Linked DNA regions of Sus scrofa: region 1 is linked to region 2. A link is a contact called in public HiChIP or PLAC-seq data. All regions are on one chromosome and are shown on one strand. Each heading gives the region's core, a stretch centred on a gene start, on an enhancer-like site or on the middle of the called end of the contact. The rest is flanking DNA. Distances are from core to core; before and after follow the strand shown.

Region 1 (7,124 bases), core at 4,070-6,569, 300 kb before region 2:
TTTTCTTTTTTCTTTCTTTTCTTTTTTTTTTTTTTTTTTTTTTTGTCTTTTTGTCTTTTTAGGGCCACACCCAGGCATATGGAAATTCCCAGGCTAGGAGTCTAATTGGAGCTGTAGCTACCAGCCTATGCCTGAGACAGAGCAACACCAGATCGAACCACATCTGCGATCTACACCACAGCTCACGGCAGTGCCAGATCCTTAACCCACTGAGTGAGGCCAGGGATCGAACCCGAACCTCACGGTTACAAGTCAGGTTCGTTAACCACTGAGCCAGGACAGGAGCTCCAACACCGTGGTTTTCTAAGGCATGCCATTCACAGGAAATCTGTGAAAATGCTGCTCCCCATTCGGTACCAAGATAATAGTGACTAAAGCTCTGCTTAACTTTACATGCCTACCACCTAAAACCCGATATCCATATCTCTCGGCTGGTCTGCTCAATTCTTATTTTTGTGACCAACCAGCTTCCTCTCTTTTACCAGTCACAGGACAAAATGTGTCCACCAAAACCCCCTAGAGTTTTCCATCTTGAATTTCAGGCACCCAAACCAAAACTGACTTCTCTCTCTCAGTTCAACTTCTGAGGTCCCAGGGATGGATTCTGATTGGCCCAGCTTGAGTCTAGAACCAATCTCTGGACCAGTCAACTGAGGGGAAGAGCCTGGATCACACTTTACTAAATTATCATTATAACTCTGTGGACAGAAGATAAACAAAGAAGACTTCTCAGAAACGGGATTCTTATTTCAGAAAACAACAATTTTTCCTCATTACAGCAGCACCTGTGGCATATGGAAGTTCCTTGGCTCGGGTTCCAAATGGAGCTACAGCTGCCAGCCTACACCACAGCCATAGCAACTCGGGATCCAAGCCACGTCTGTGACCTACACTGCAGCTCAGGGCAGCACCAGATCTTTAACCCACTGAGTGGGGCAGGGGTTGAACCTGTGTCCTCATGGATACGAGTCAGGTTTGTTGGCACTGAGCCACAGCGGGAACTCCTTGCCATCTTTTAGTATCAGCGCTTGTAGATTTACTGCATTCTATCTCTATTTACTCATATCATAATCCAGCTAAGCACTCCCTGTTGGTGGGCACTTAGTTTTAAAAAAAATTCTTACCTATTACAACTATTATAAACCTGCCACAATGTGCATATGTGGGGGCATCGGGGGAGGGACATATTTGTACGTTTCCATATTTCAGCAGAACGGGTTTCTAGAAGTGGACTGCTGAATCAAAGTGTGTTACAAGCATATTACAAAGTGTATTATAAGCATGTTCTCCAGAAAGGTTGTACCAGTTTCAACTTTTCCAAAGCTGAGTGTGCACATTTTTTAGAGTGACGTCCCTGGATGAATTGGTCTATTTACCTTTTGAGGGAACCGAGACGCTGTTAAATGTGGGAACATCTAAGTGCAATGGAGGAAAATTTGTCAAAGATTATGGCTGAAATCAGATAGCCTCAGCTCCAGTCTCTGATGAGGCTGGTTCTTCTTCTTCTTCTTTTTTTTTAATTACTCATCAAATTTTATTACATTTATATTTGTGCAACGATCATCACAACCCAATTTTATAGCCTTTCCATCCCAAACCCTCAGTGCATCCCTGTACCCCCCAACCTGTCTCCTTTGGAAACCATAAGTTTTGCAAAGTCTGTGCGTCAGTCTCTGTTCTGCAAAGAAGTTCATCGTGTCCTTTTTTTAGATTCCACATGTCAGTGAGAGCATTGGATGTTGGTGTCTCATTGCCTGGCTAACTTCACTCAGCATGATAATTTCTGAGTCTGGTTCTAATTCTGCTTTGTGGCTCTGTGATAGAACTTGACCCAGAAATGCAGCCGGGTGGCCTCACCCACACAAGGTGACCTCACCACAAACAGGGTGACCCTGAGAGGTTCCCACAAGACATGGCTTCTCATCCAGGGTAGGACATTCACGTGATGGATGCTCCCGGAGCTGACCCACGATACTCCCATCAGGAAGCGGCAGGGGCCATTGGGTGACAAATTCCTTCCCCAGAGGGGGAGGGGACACTGCAGGGCCTCGGGTCTGGGAAGGGTCCTTCCTGAAGCTTTTCTAGCCCAGAAATCTTCAGGGGGAACTGAAGAATCTCAAAGCCAGAAACCCTTAAAAATAGCTGGGCATCCAAAGTCTGACCATTTTGTGCACAGATCCAGGCTGTATTTGTTCCAGTTCCAAGACTACCCTCATGAGCTCCCTTGAAAAGGGAGCACACTGGTGGTGATGGCATACACAGGTAATAATTCACTTAACATGTGTGCATTTTACTACATATAAGTTATATTTCAAAAGAGAGAGGAAGGCATGGGGCGGGTGGCGGGGAGGAGCATCAAAGGGGAACATGCAAGAGAAGAAAAAGGAAGGGAGGGGCAATAGGCCACAGGGTCCGGCGGCATCTGGCTGTTCGTGCACCTCTCCTCAGGATGCTGGGGGCACAGGGACCTGTGGGCCTCCACGCTGAGTCCCAGCCTGGACCACGTGAGCCCCTGGTGCTAGCCGAGCCCTTTGTTCAGCAATGGAGCATCCATTGTTGAGAGTCAACAGTAGAAATGCACCTTGCTGTACAGTAGAAAACTGACAGATCAGGAGTCCCTGTGGCACAGCAGAAACAAATCCGACTAGGAACCATGAGGTTGTGGGTTCCATCCCTGGCCTCACTCAGTGGGTTATGGATTCGGCGTTGCTGTGAGCTGTGAGCTGTGGCTTGGATCTGGTGTTGCTATGGCTGTGGTGTAGGCCAGCAGCTACAGCTCCGATTGGACCCCTAGCCTGGGAACCTCCATATACTGCAGGTGTGGCCCTAAAAAAAGACAAAAGATTTTTAAAAAAAGAAAAGAAAATTGACAGAACACCATAAGCCAGCTATAATGGAAAAAAATTAAAATCATTAAAAAAAAAAACAGTCGAAGGGGTGGAGCTTTTAGAAGAGCTTCTCTGTGAGTCCAACCTATGATTATGTAACAGTGCGAAGTGTTCTGAAGATTCTCCCCCCGCCCCCCCACACCCTCCCTTTCATTTTATGACCTTCTAGGGAGAAACAGGAGGCTGCCATTCATCTCAGAGGAGAATGGTCATGGTGGAGCCAGGGAAGAAAGGCAACACACTGTTGGCTTTTTTTTTTTTTTTTTTTAATTTTATTGGAGTAGAGTTGAATCACAGGGTGGTCATAATTTCCACAAAGTGGTTCAGTTTTACACGATGTGCACATATTCATTCTTTTTCAGATTCTTTTTCCACATGGATTGTCACAGAATACTGGGTAGAGTTCTCTGTGCGACACAGCAGGTCCCCATTGGCCAGTCAGTGTGCATGGGCCCCTCCCAAAGTCCGTCCCTTCTCCCACCACCTGTCCCCTTTGGTAACCACAAGTTTGTTCTCAAAGTCTGTGAGTCTATTTCTGTTCTGCAAATATGTTCATTTATATCCTTTTTTTTAGATTCCACATGTAAGTGATATCATATGATGTTTGTCTTTCACTGTTTAATTTCACTTTGTATGATAATCTCTAGGTCCATCCATGTTGCTACAAACGGCATTATTTCATTCCTTTTCATGGCTGAGTAATAGTCCACTGTATATATGTACCACATCTGCTTGATCCATTCATCTGTCAAGGGACATTTAGGTTGCTTCCATGTCTTGGCTATTGTAGTAGTTGCAATGTACATTAGGGTGCCTTGTCTTTTCGAATTAGGGTTTTCTCCAAACAGATGCCCAGAAGCAGGATTGCTGGATCATACGGTAGTTCTATTTTAGTTTTTTGAGGGACCTCCATACTGTTTTCCATAGTGGTTGTACCAGTGTACATCCCTGTTGAGTGTAGGAGGGTTCCCTTTTCTCCACACCTCTCCAGGATTTATTGTTTGTAGACTTTTTGATGATGTCCAGTCTGACTAGTGTAAAGTGGTATCTTATAGCAGTTTTGATTTGCATTTCTCTAATAATTAGTGGTGTTGAACATCTTTTTTTTTTTTTTGCACTCTGTATGTCTTCTTTGGAGAAATATCTATTTAGGTCTTCTGCTCATTTTTTTGATTGGGATGTTTATTTTTTTGACATTGAGTTCATGAGTTGTTTGTATATTTTGGAGATTAATCCCTTGTCTGTTGCTTCATTTGCAAATATTTTCTCCCATTTTGTGGGTTATCTTTTCATTTTGTTTGTGTTTTTCTCTGGGGTGCAAAAACTTTTAAGTTTAATTAGGTCCCATGTATTTATTTTTGTTTTTATTTTCATTACTCTAGGAGGTGCTGGCTTTTAAATTTGATAATGGGAGTTCCCATCATGGCTCAGCAGAAATGAATCTGACTAGTATCCATGAGGAGACAGGTTCAATCCCTGGCCTTGCTCAGTGGAATAAGGATCCGGCATTGCCATAATCTGTGGTGTAGGTCTCAGGCATGACTCGGATCTGGTGTTGCTGTGGCTGTGGTGTAGGCCAGTGGCTACACTCTGATTCAACCCCTAGCCTGGGAACCTTCATATGCAAAAAAAAAAAAAAAAAAAGCAAAGCAATGGTCCTTATGTAACCCTAGAAGGTGGGGCAGAGGGATGGAGGATATTTGCCGAGCCAGTCTCCTCTGCCCTCTGACACCTTCCCCTTTCCAACACCCCCTCCCCTGCTCCCCAGCCCCGAGGAGATAAAGGAAGAGAAGCCAGTTGGATGGGGGCTCAGAGGAGGGGCACAGAGGGGCCATCATCTCCCAGGAGCAGCTAGCTCCAAAGGGGGAAAATGACAGAGCCCTGCAAAAGTTTGGAAATTTCAGAGTACAGGAGCTTGAAGAGGTTTAAACTGAGTATGCCTGGAACTGAATAAGATTATATTTTCTGCCACTAGCAGAAAAAGAGAACTAAAAATAGAAAGCTTGGAAAAATACAGACTTTTTTTTTTTTTTCATAGTTCTCTTAGTGGGAAAGTGACTATTTGCCCCCAGAGTACGAGTTGGGGAGTGGATGCTTTGGCCCGTGTTCTGTATCACCCTTATCACAAAGAGGAATTTTCCAAGCGTAGAGATCACGTAGGTGCCCTAATGAAGACAGATAAGGGGGGGGGGTGATAGTTAGGGCTCAGCTCTTGTCCTCTGGAGATTTTCATCCAGAATGTCAGCTCAGACACCAAATGGGAAAATTAGAAGGTACTAGATTTCCCCTCTGCCCTTGCCAAGAAAGATGTTTCCCAGGCCCCCGTGCCCAGGCCTGCCAGACCAAATTAGGAAAAGAGAGCCACATGACAATGAGGCTCATTTCACAGTGCTTTTCACTTCCTCATTGCTGAATGTGACTCAGGGGACACCCAGGAACCGGCTGAGGGAGAGAGGCTTCAGTTCATCGAGTGCTCCCTGTGGGTGGCTATAGGTCAAGCAAAGAGAGATGCTATGAAGAAGGGCTTCTGTAGCCTGGACCACCACCTGGGCACCTGGGCCCCTTCACTCCCTCCCCTCCCCACACCCCAGCCTAACCCTGGCCTCCAAAAGAAGCAGAAATGTCCCCTGTGTTCACTCAGGAAATGGGGGGTTCAGTTCTAAGAGCTGGACTCAGGGATCGACTTTTTCAAGTTCACAGGAACAAATGAACCTATGATGCTATGGTTTATCTCCCCAAAGGGGTTCATGGTGAACGGATGCATGGAGTAATCAGCCAAAGTGCAGAAGCCCCACCGCGGGTGCTTGAACGGTTGGGAAATCATTGCTGGAGCAAGAGCAGTCATCATAACCAATCAAGTGCTGGCTCGAGATTTTGCAACCTGGACCCAGAAGAATCACTGGAGGCCTAGACAGGTGTCATAGCTTCACACATTATAAGAAGCACAGAAAATCTTACAGAAAGCCAGGTGGCTGAAAGACAGCCAAAAATGAAAAAGGAATCCCTTTGGTTCATGGAGTACGAACATCAGGTTGGAACAGCCAATCTGCTGAAACACTTTAATTCTGAAAGAAGGCAGAATTCATTTGAATACATTTGTTCAAAATTTGAAGAACTTAAGCAGGAGCCATTTTCATCTTCTGGGAATGGTGTAGAGTATACTTTCATATGAATTGGTCCTGTCTCTATTGTTTTACTCTGGCTCAGCTTATCTCTCCAGAGTCACATGTAGGGTTTTTCAGGGCAAGCATCTTTCTCTCTCTCTCTCTCTCTTTTTTTTTTTTTTTGTTTTTGGCTGCGCACTCTCCGTGCACCCTCCCCATCCCTCCACGGGGCCAGGAATCACACCCACACCACGTCAGCAACCCCAGCCATGGCAGCGACAACACTGGCTTCCCCACCCATCAGGCCACCAGGGAACTCCAGGGCAAGAATCCTGAGCCAGCCCTTGCTTAAGAGGACACTAGAGTACGGGGATTGGGGCTTTGTAATTATTTAAGGACTTACCTAAGCTTGATATCCATCTTGGATTTCAATATTCCATTTCCCTTTCTCAGTTAAAACAACAAGTACAAAATTGAAAATAAAATGATCACAAGGTAATTTCAAAAAGCAGCTGGTTCGCGGGGACAGCATTGTGACTTTATTGCCTGAACAAAAAGAAAGTGAATTTGCTGGCCTTTGAGCTGCTAAATTTAAAACATGAACATTTGACTTCAAAACAGAACCAAGAGCCAATTTGTTAATCATTGTCCCAGAACTGAGCAAAAGCATCTGATTTTTAAAGCTACTTATTCATGGTCTACTGAATTGTTTTATTCCCCGAAACTCCATCTTGAAAGAAAAAAAAAAAAAGCCCTCTGCAAAATGACGCTTCCTGTTTGTCACCTGTTCAGTGCTTTTCCTCAGACCTGATAAGCAGGGCCCTGCTGAGTTTTGGTTCTTCCAGCTGGTACCCAGGTTGCCATAGCGATGCTAGGAGCGGAATCCAGGGTGAACGGATGTCTGAGACATCTCTGCTTGAGGCCTGAAAACAGCTTTGTGGGAGCTTCGCAGATGACACAGATGTTTCCAGAGTTAAAATGAAAGTCCCAGGGAGCAGGGATTCACCTGCTTCTTCCCCAGGCAGAAGAAAATCTAATTGTTTAAGAGTTTGACTTTGGCAGATGACCTCAGCAGTCCATCATTTCACGCATCATCTCAGGAAAGCTAGAGGTCACCAGATCCTCGGTCCCA
Region 2 (7,672 bases), core at 4,645-7,144:
GACCTGAGGGCTCCCCTGGTATAATACTGCCCCACTGCCATTGCTCTTAGGATTCCTGGAAACACAAAATAGCCAGGAACAGGTGTCCTGCTTCCCGTCTCTGGACCACAGTCTGACCTGAGTGGATCAGGTCAGATGGGTGGGTGTGGGCAGCAGCTGGGAGAAACAGCTGCCCGCGACCTGGCCCAGTTGGAACTGATTAAAAGAAGAGCAGGCACACCTGCTGAGGGCCAAATGCGACCTGGCGACTCATTATGGGCTAGGCACTCTTTCCTGGGATTTTAGAAGAAAAAGACCTATCCCTCTTATAATCTGATTTAGAATTCATTTCCCTGCCCCTCCATCCCTGCTGCACATCTCAGACCATGTAGAAGCTCTCCTGGTCCTTCCTCTCCTCCCCCAGGTCCAACTTGGTGGGTTCTGGGGACATCACCAGCCAGACCGAGCCGTGAGACAAGGCAGCACTTGCCAAGTTAAGTCTCATGCCTGTGCTGGGCGAACACTGGCTGCTCGGTCAGTTCGAGGCTCACTTGTGGCCCTGTTGGGGGTACACTGCACACACCTTCTAACTCCCGCCCCCCACCCCCTGCCCTTCCATGGCTGTGTGTGGCAGATGGACACGAAGAGGGCTCACACCTCATTCTCTGTCACCACTGAACAACGCTGCATTTTTATAGTGGGGTGGCTTGGGATGAAGACTTGGGGAGGCTGTGGGGTCACAGCGAACCTCCCAACCACTGCTCTGTTGCTTCCCAGGGCCTTGTGTCGAGCAGGCACCGTCTCATCATGTGTCAGCTGGCCGTCCAGAACTCCGATTGGATCAGGTAGGGCTGGCCCCATGAGGCCAGAGGTGGGTGGCCCTGCTCCCTGGGGATGGGTGGAAAAAAGGAAGAGTCCCCACAGCAATTTGGACCCCACAGGAGATGGGGGTAGGTATTAGCCCCACGCAGGCAATAATTACGTAAACATTCTGGGGTGGCCCAACTGATGACTTTATTTTTTAACCAAGCTATGGAGCCCATGAAACTGAAGAGAGGACTTTCAGGGTTTCATCTGCTCTGGCACTTTTGAATTCAGGGATACACGCCGAGCTTCCAAACACGTCTTTGGGACTGGGGTGAGGCAGGGCCAGAAAATGAGAAGTACCCTTCCCCTCCATCCCTGCTCACTTCCCTGAGCTCTTGCTACCTTTCAGGGAGTGTCCCCTGGCCTGGGCTCTTCCCTGTTCCTGAACTCAGGCTCCCTAGGGTGCACAGAGGTGCGGGGCGAGCCCGCGCTGGCCGCCTTTCCCTCCAATGGTCCCTGCACAGTCCTCTCGCTGAGATGGCAAACCGTCATCCGTCCTCCGTTAGCCGCTGGGCTTGTGGTGTAATTAAAGCAAGCTTCCACTAATTATGCTAATTGTGCTCCCCCAAGCTCCTGCGGTTATAATTTGCATAAGAAGATGACGGTTAAAAAAAAATAAGGGCACACCATTTGTACTGTAATTTCCCCCCATGGAAAAATAAGCAGCACCTAGAGGTTTCCATGAAAGGAGAGAAATGAAGGGCAGTTGACCTCAGAATGAGGGCTGCAGAGAGTGAGCGGAGACAAGATGGGGTGGGCGGAAATGAGGGCAGCGAAGGAAAGCAACAACAACAATGAAATTGTGATCCAGGCCGTCCGTGTGCAGGGATTTGTGTGAGCAGCCTTGCCCTGTACAGACCTCTCGTCCCCCACCCCCGACTTAGACGTCAGCTAGGGAGACGGCTCGGAGGAAGGCAAGGAGCTTGAGAGCCAACAGCGCATCTGTGATCCAGTCAGGAGAGACGTGAAGCCCCTCGCACTGTACCTCATGACCTCAGGATCTCAGGGGACAAGGGGACCAGTCAGGACATTCTGGGCAGGAGACTGTTACTGCTTGTATGTGACTAGAAGCTTCTGAAATAACTCCCTCATTCAGTCAACAAATCCTTACTGAACACTCACGGCCTGCCCTGCCCTGCCCTGCTCCAGGCACTGGGACAGCCAGAATCTCGAGAATTGAGGCTTGGAGCTAGCTTTAGAGATAGGGGCTGGGCACGCTGGGGCCTGTTTAGCCAGGTCAGGTGTCTGCTCATCTCAAGGGGGGAGAGTGGTCAGGGATCTTCGGGGAACCAGGCCCAGGGCAAGCTGGGTCTCGAAGGGTTCTTAGTTTGTGAGCTCTCCGCTCTGGGAACTTTCGGTGTGCTGCGTGATGGGAGGTGGGCAGGGAGCGTTCAGCTGCTAAGAACATGTTTGAGAAACATCCCAGTTTAGCAGCTCATTAAGTTGGCAGTTAAGCCCGAGTGCTCTATCAGTCTGGCGCTGGATCCCTGCTCACTTTCCATCCTGGAAGTGCAGCAGGTGTGGGCCAGTCTTCCGGGCCGTGCCTTGGGATCTGGCTGTCATGATCACCTCCATGCCCACAGAGCGCCCCACTGCACAGGGAGGTGGACACATGCAGATTCCCCAGGGCAGGTAACTGCAGTCACCACTGGATGAGGGCCTGGCTCATTGAATTCTTATCACAATCCCGTAAGATCCAGAGAGTTCCCGTTTTGCAGGTAAGAATCAGAGCAAGATGCTATACTAGTCCCCTTGGATATAAAACACATTGACCCCTTCTCATAACCCCACAAGAGAGCTATTATTCTCAGTTCTGTTCTACAGATGGGAATGTGAGCACCAAAGGTCAGCTAACCTTCCCCAAAAACCCCACAGTTGGGAAGATCAGGTGCTGGGATTAACCCTGGCCGGTCTGGTACCAGCATCTGTTCACGTGACCCTCTGTCATACTCCTCTCATTTTGCAGAGGGGAAACCGAGGGGCAGGAAGGTGATCTGAGCCCATGTTGTATCCGATTCGAGATCTAAGTCCACGGTATGACCAGGTCTGCTAAGCTTGTTGAGTGCTGTGTCCGTAAGGATAGAGTGTGAGAATGGAAACCAAGGGAAACATCTTTCTGATTGTCAGGGTGGACCCGTGGGAGTGCTACCAGGACACCTGGCAGACGACCTGCAGCGTTCTCGAACACCATCGGGACCTCATGAAGGTGAGCTGGGCCCAACAGCCCACAGAAGCCGGGCAGGCCAGGCAAAGGGTGTCTCCTGCTTCTTGGCCATTAGTGGCGGAGGCCAGGCTCTGAGCAGCACCCAGGAGGGCAGTGACTTAGGAACCCAGAGCAGCACCAGAGGCTGCTCCCTGCCTGGATGTGACCTGGGGACAGTTTTCATCTTCTGGCAGTGAGTTTGAGGTGGGCTTAAGATCACAGCTGGAAAACTTTGGAAAGGGAGGAGAGAAGGAGGACCAGACAAAGAAAGTCAGGAGGAGAGGGGGCGCTGGGCAGAGGAACCAGCATCCAGGTCCTCCTGCCGCACATCTTGGGCACCCAGCGGTCCTCTCACTGCAGCTTAGCACGCTGGGACTGGAGTGCTCCTGACCCACGGGCATCGCCGTCATGAGAACATTCCTCCTCACGAGAGCCCGAGGGGAGTTCCCGTCATGGCTCAGTGGTTAACAAATCCGACTTGGAACCATGAGGTTGTGGGTTCAGTCCCTGGCCTCACTCAGTGGGTGAAGGATCCAGCGTTGCCATGAGCTGTGGTGTAGGTCGCAGATGCGGCTCAGATCCGGCGTTGCTGTGGCTGTGGTGTGGGCCGGCAGCTATGTTGATCTTTGTCTGTGGCTGGGGAGGGCTCAGCATCAGGCTCAGCAGAGGTGAGGAGGATGGATTGCTCTGATTCGACCCCTAGCCTGGGAATCTCCATATGCTGCGGGTGTGGCTCTAATAAGACAAAAAAAAAAAAAAAAAAAAAGAGTCTGCGGGCAGATGGTGTTCTCAGCCTCGTTTTATCTGTGGGTAAGAGGAAGCACCGAGAGGTGAATTGGGGTCTCTGAGGACACAGTGACTGCCTAGTCCACACAAGGGGTGCCCGGGCTGGCGGCAGGAGGCAGTGACAGAGGAGCTGGTTGCTGGTAAGCACAGGTTCCACACCAGCCAGCAGCACCGGCCGCATGTGCAGAAAGCAGCCTTCGCAGATCAATACCAACCCATCGACTCCCACCCAGACAGGATGAAAAGCCCGCCCACCGAGACAGGCTGCAGTCCCTCCTCCTCCCTCCGCTGAGCCTGATGCTGAGCCCTCCCCAGCCCCCGGCAGAGATCAAAATGGCATCTTCGGGACACAGGGAGCGCCTCCCTCCCACCTGCGTTTGCCGTCAGAGGGCCTGTCAGAATCTTCTCCTTGGAGGGCTCTCAGCAGCCCCAGAGCCCCCACACTCCACCAGCTGTGCACAGTGCTTTATTTCAACAGTGCTGGATCTTGGGGGCTCCAGGCCACCCAGGAAGTCAAGAGCAAGGGCAGTAGAAAGGACTGGCTGGCTGCGGCTTCACCTGTTAAGTTCCTTCCCCGTGGAATTGAAGAAATCCCATCCCCCTTCTTTCTGCTTTCAGAACCCTTCACACACATCCTGAGTCTGTCCTGGGCCCCCTGGAAAGGACTCTGACATAGAGTGGCGCTGACCTGCTCCTCTGGGCTGGTCTGAACAGCAGCAGTGATCAAAGACCTCTCCTCTTGCTGTATAAGGATGTATCGGTCAGGACAGGCTAAGATAGGCCAACATCCTTCACATCTCAGTGGCTTCACATGAGTGAATTTCTCACACTACATGTCAGCTGGGGACGCGGCTGGGGACCAGCGCTCCTTCTGCTCACCCAGGAGCTGCAGGCTGCACGATGGAAGGGAGGAACCAGGGGCCCCGCAGGCAGGCCTGAGCCCTGGCTATACCAGCCAGGAAGCCTGGCTGCTGTTTCTGCTGTCTAGATGTCTGGGCTTCTCGAACCCTCCCTCTGTTACTCATGCCCAGAGGCAGGAGTCTGGGCCAGTGATGCTTGGCTGGGGCCGCAGCTGTTGCGGTCATGGTCATAGACCCGCAGCTAATGTCAGTCATGATGCACTTTGGAGTGGGAGCTTGGAGCTGCCTGTCTCCCCAGTCCCAGCGTCAGGCCTGTGTTCCTGCGTGGAAAGCAAACCTCTTGGGGGGGGAGGAGAGAGACGCGGGATGGATAGGTGATACAGGCTTTTGAGAACATGGGAGCACGTGGGGGCAGAGTGGAGCAGGTGGCTAGCACTGTTCTCCTCCAGCACCAAACAGGTCCAATGGGACGAATGATGCACACGCTGCAGGAGGAAGAAAGTCCTCAGTTACCACACCAGTTATTTGATGGGCATGTGGCATTTTCTTTCCTGGAGGTGAAATCATAATAAAAAAGGGCAGACTGTCCCCTCCACTCCACTGGCTGCAGCTGGGCGGAGACTCCCACAAAGCCGGCTGAGAAGACCCCCGTGGTCCCCGACCTCAGCTGGCCCCCAGATGTGGCCGGATGCTGTCGTGACCATCTCCTGTCAGGAATACTGCAGCAGTGACAGGTCACCCCACAAGAGGGAATGCCTGCCCTTCCAGGGCTTGGGAGGACTCACACGCTGCTCTGGCTGCGGGATTGCGGGTGGAAGATGTCTTGGAGGGTGACCTCAGCCCTGGGACTTGGGGACCCTCTGGCAGCCAGACTCAGTAATGCGGAAAGGGTGATGGTTGGCTTTCAGGGAAGGGACCTTGAATAAGCAAGGGCTCTGGGAAGCTAAACAGATTGAAAATTCATCCTTTGTTTCTCTCTCCCACCCACTCAGGCAAAGGGGCGGGGGTTGCTTCTGGGTCAGCTGTGAAGAATGCTGCGTTATCAGTTCTGTGTTTTCTGTGGCCCTAGAGAGAAGCAGCGGGCCAGATAACACGGGACAATGGATAATACACATAGAATTTCCGTTTGGCTCTGGAATGTGCATTCACACTGTGAGCAGGCGCAAGAGTGCCCAGAACCCCGCCCCCCCTTCCTGCAGCACAAACACATCCTGCTCTGCCTGGCACCACTCCCGGCCTGGCCCTGCCATTGGCATCTCTGGCCTGGAGAGGTGGCAGGTGGTGATAGCGCCTGGTGTTTGTATGACCTTTCCCAAGCTTGTACAGCCCTTTTGCAGACATGACCTCATTTGAGCCCCATGAAGCAAGGGGGGGTGGAGGGGCAGGTATGCATGATCCGCAGGAGGTCACAACGTGTACAAAGTTCCTGCTACATGCCGGATGCACTAGAGGCACTCGGTGTGTGTTCGCTTGGGTAATCTTGCCGCAACCCAGAAAGGCAGCTCTGTTCCCTCTGTGTGTCAGGTTCCTGAATGGAGATTCAGGGGCAGTTAAGTAGCTATCCAAGGTCACACAGCCAGAGGGGGGCAGAGCTCAAACTCGAACCCAAGTCTGTGCATCAACACATCCCGTGCTTTTTCCCATTGAGCTCTCTTGCCTCCTGCCAGCCTCGTGTGGTCATGGGACAGCTGGGTCTAGAACCCACCCCAGTCCTCTTTCGCAGCTCCAGGACACCTCACGATGGTGGACAAGCAGATGAGCATTTGGCAATAACTGGGAAACGCTTGCGTAAGTCACTTGGCTAATGTCACCGACTCTGCCCTTCTTCCCCTAGCGGGTGACTGGCTGCATCCTCTCCAATGTTAACACACCCTCCATGACACCTGTCATCGGACAGCCCCAGAATGAGACCTCCCAGCCCATTTACCAGAACAGCAATGTGCCCACCAAGCCCACGGCAGGTAAGGAAACGTTGCTATAGAACAGTGGTCCTCAAGCTTCAGAATTGCCTGGATGGCTTGTTCAAATCCAGATCGCTAAATGCCACCCCAGAATTTGATTCAGTGGGGCTAGGAGGAAAAGAATTTGCGCTTTTAAAAAGGTGACGCTGATGCTCTGGTCCAGGGACTGTACTTTGGGAACTCTTAATATAGAGCATCAGAGAGAAAGAGCCGCAGTGAAAGAGACAGGGACAGAGACAGAGAGAGAGACGGGGTGATGGTGCGCATTTTACGTAAATGTGGTTGCCTTAACCGGGGATCGAAGCTGCAAAGGGGGAGTTTTCTCTGCCTTTTCCAAGGGGTTGAGGATCTTGCCCAGGGTCACAGAGCAGGGATGTAGCGGGGCCAGGAGTCAAACCCAGGCACTCTGTAGCCAGAGCCCCACACCTCAGCCATCCCTTTGGTGACAAAGAGCAGCACCGCCCCAACACTTAGCCAACAGCTAGTACTATATGCTTGCACGGTGCTCAGTGCTTTACAGGGGTTTTCATTTAATGCAGTACTTCTGTGATGTAGATACTCTAGTCTTGTTTACAAAGGGAAAACAGCTTCAGAGAAGGTAAGTGATTTGCTTAAGGTCACACAGCTCAGGAGTAGAAGAGCCAGAGTTCATGTTTAGAACTGTCTGATTCCAAGGTCCATGTTCTAGGATTTTCTTCTAGGCCAATTTGCAAGAGACAGATCCTAGTATTACTTTTCAATCCTAGAGACCATGAGCTGTTTTGTGATCAGTCTGTCATAAATAGGGTAATTCATAAGGAAGAGCCAGAATTGCATAGTTTGCATACAGCTCTATGTGGGGCCTGAGAAAAAATTTCTGGATTAGAGCCCAGAGAGATCACTGAAAACCAGATCCCCCTCAGCCAAAGTAGGATGTCTGATTATTCTAAAGACCATCTGCATGGGAAAGAAGGCCTTCGCCCAGCAGAAATTATTCTGAGTTCCTTGCCACAGGCCGAGTCTCCGTGGATTTGGGC

What was found. HiChIP or PLAC-seq counts read pairs in DNA pulled down with a chosen protein or histone mark.
Region 1: an H3K27ac HiChIP or PLAC-seq map of skeletal muscle shows a contact between it and region 2, with 4 times the contacts expected there. The contact joins two enhancer-like sites. A contact is called at or near these places in 1 of 5 promoter capture datasets (liver), 19 of 47 Hi-C or Micro-C datasets (adipocytes, alveolar macrophages, embryonic fibroblasts and 12 more) and 2 of 2 datasets of contacts at active chromatin or transcription factors (alveolar macrophages and skeletal muscle).

What each region holds. Positions count from the first base shown.
Region 1 is chr9:124,821,351-124,828,474 of Sscrofa11.1, reverse strand. No RefSeq gene overlaps it. Among named protein-coding and RNA genes, the nearest start is that of NCF2, 17 kb to the right of the region's middle. Within about 2 kb of position 5,319, at least 38 of the 83 cell types and tissues checked have an H3K27ac peak or open chromatin away from gene starts, as enhancers often do. A contact at or near this core is called in liver, omental adipose tissue and skeletal muscle, where this site is marked.
Region 2 is chr9:124,524,578-124,532,249 of Sscrofa11.1, reverse strand. It overlaps NMNAT2 (nicotinamide/nicotinic acid mononucleotide adenylyltransferase 2), which reads left to right. Exons shown (of 14, transcript XM_021063806.1): 6 at 757-824; 7 at 2,974-3,052; 8 at 6,530-6,656. Among named protein-coding and RNA genes, the nearest start is that of LAMC2, 100 kb to the right of the region's middle. Within about 2 kb of position 5,894, at least 38 of the 83 cell types and tissues checked have an H3K27ac peak or open chromatin away from gene starts, as enhancers often do. A contact at or near this core is called in liver, omental adipose tissue and skeletal muscle, where this site is marked.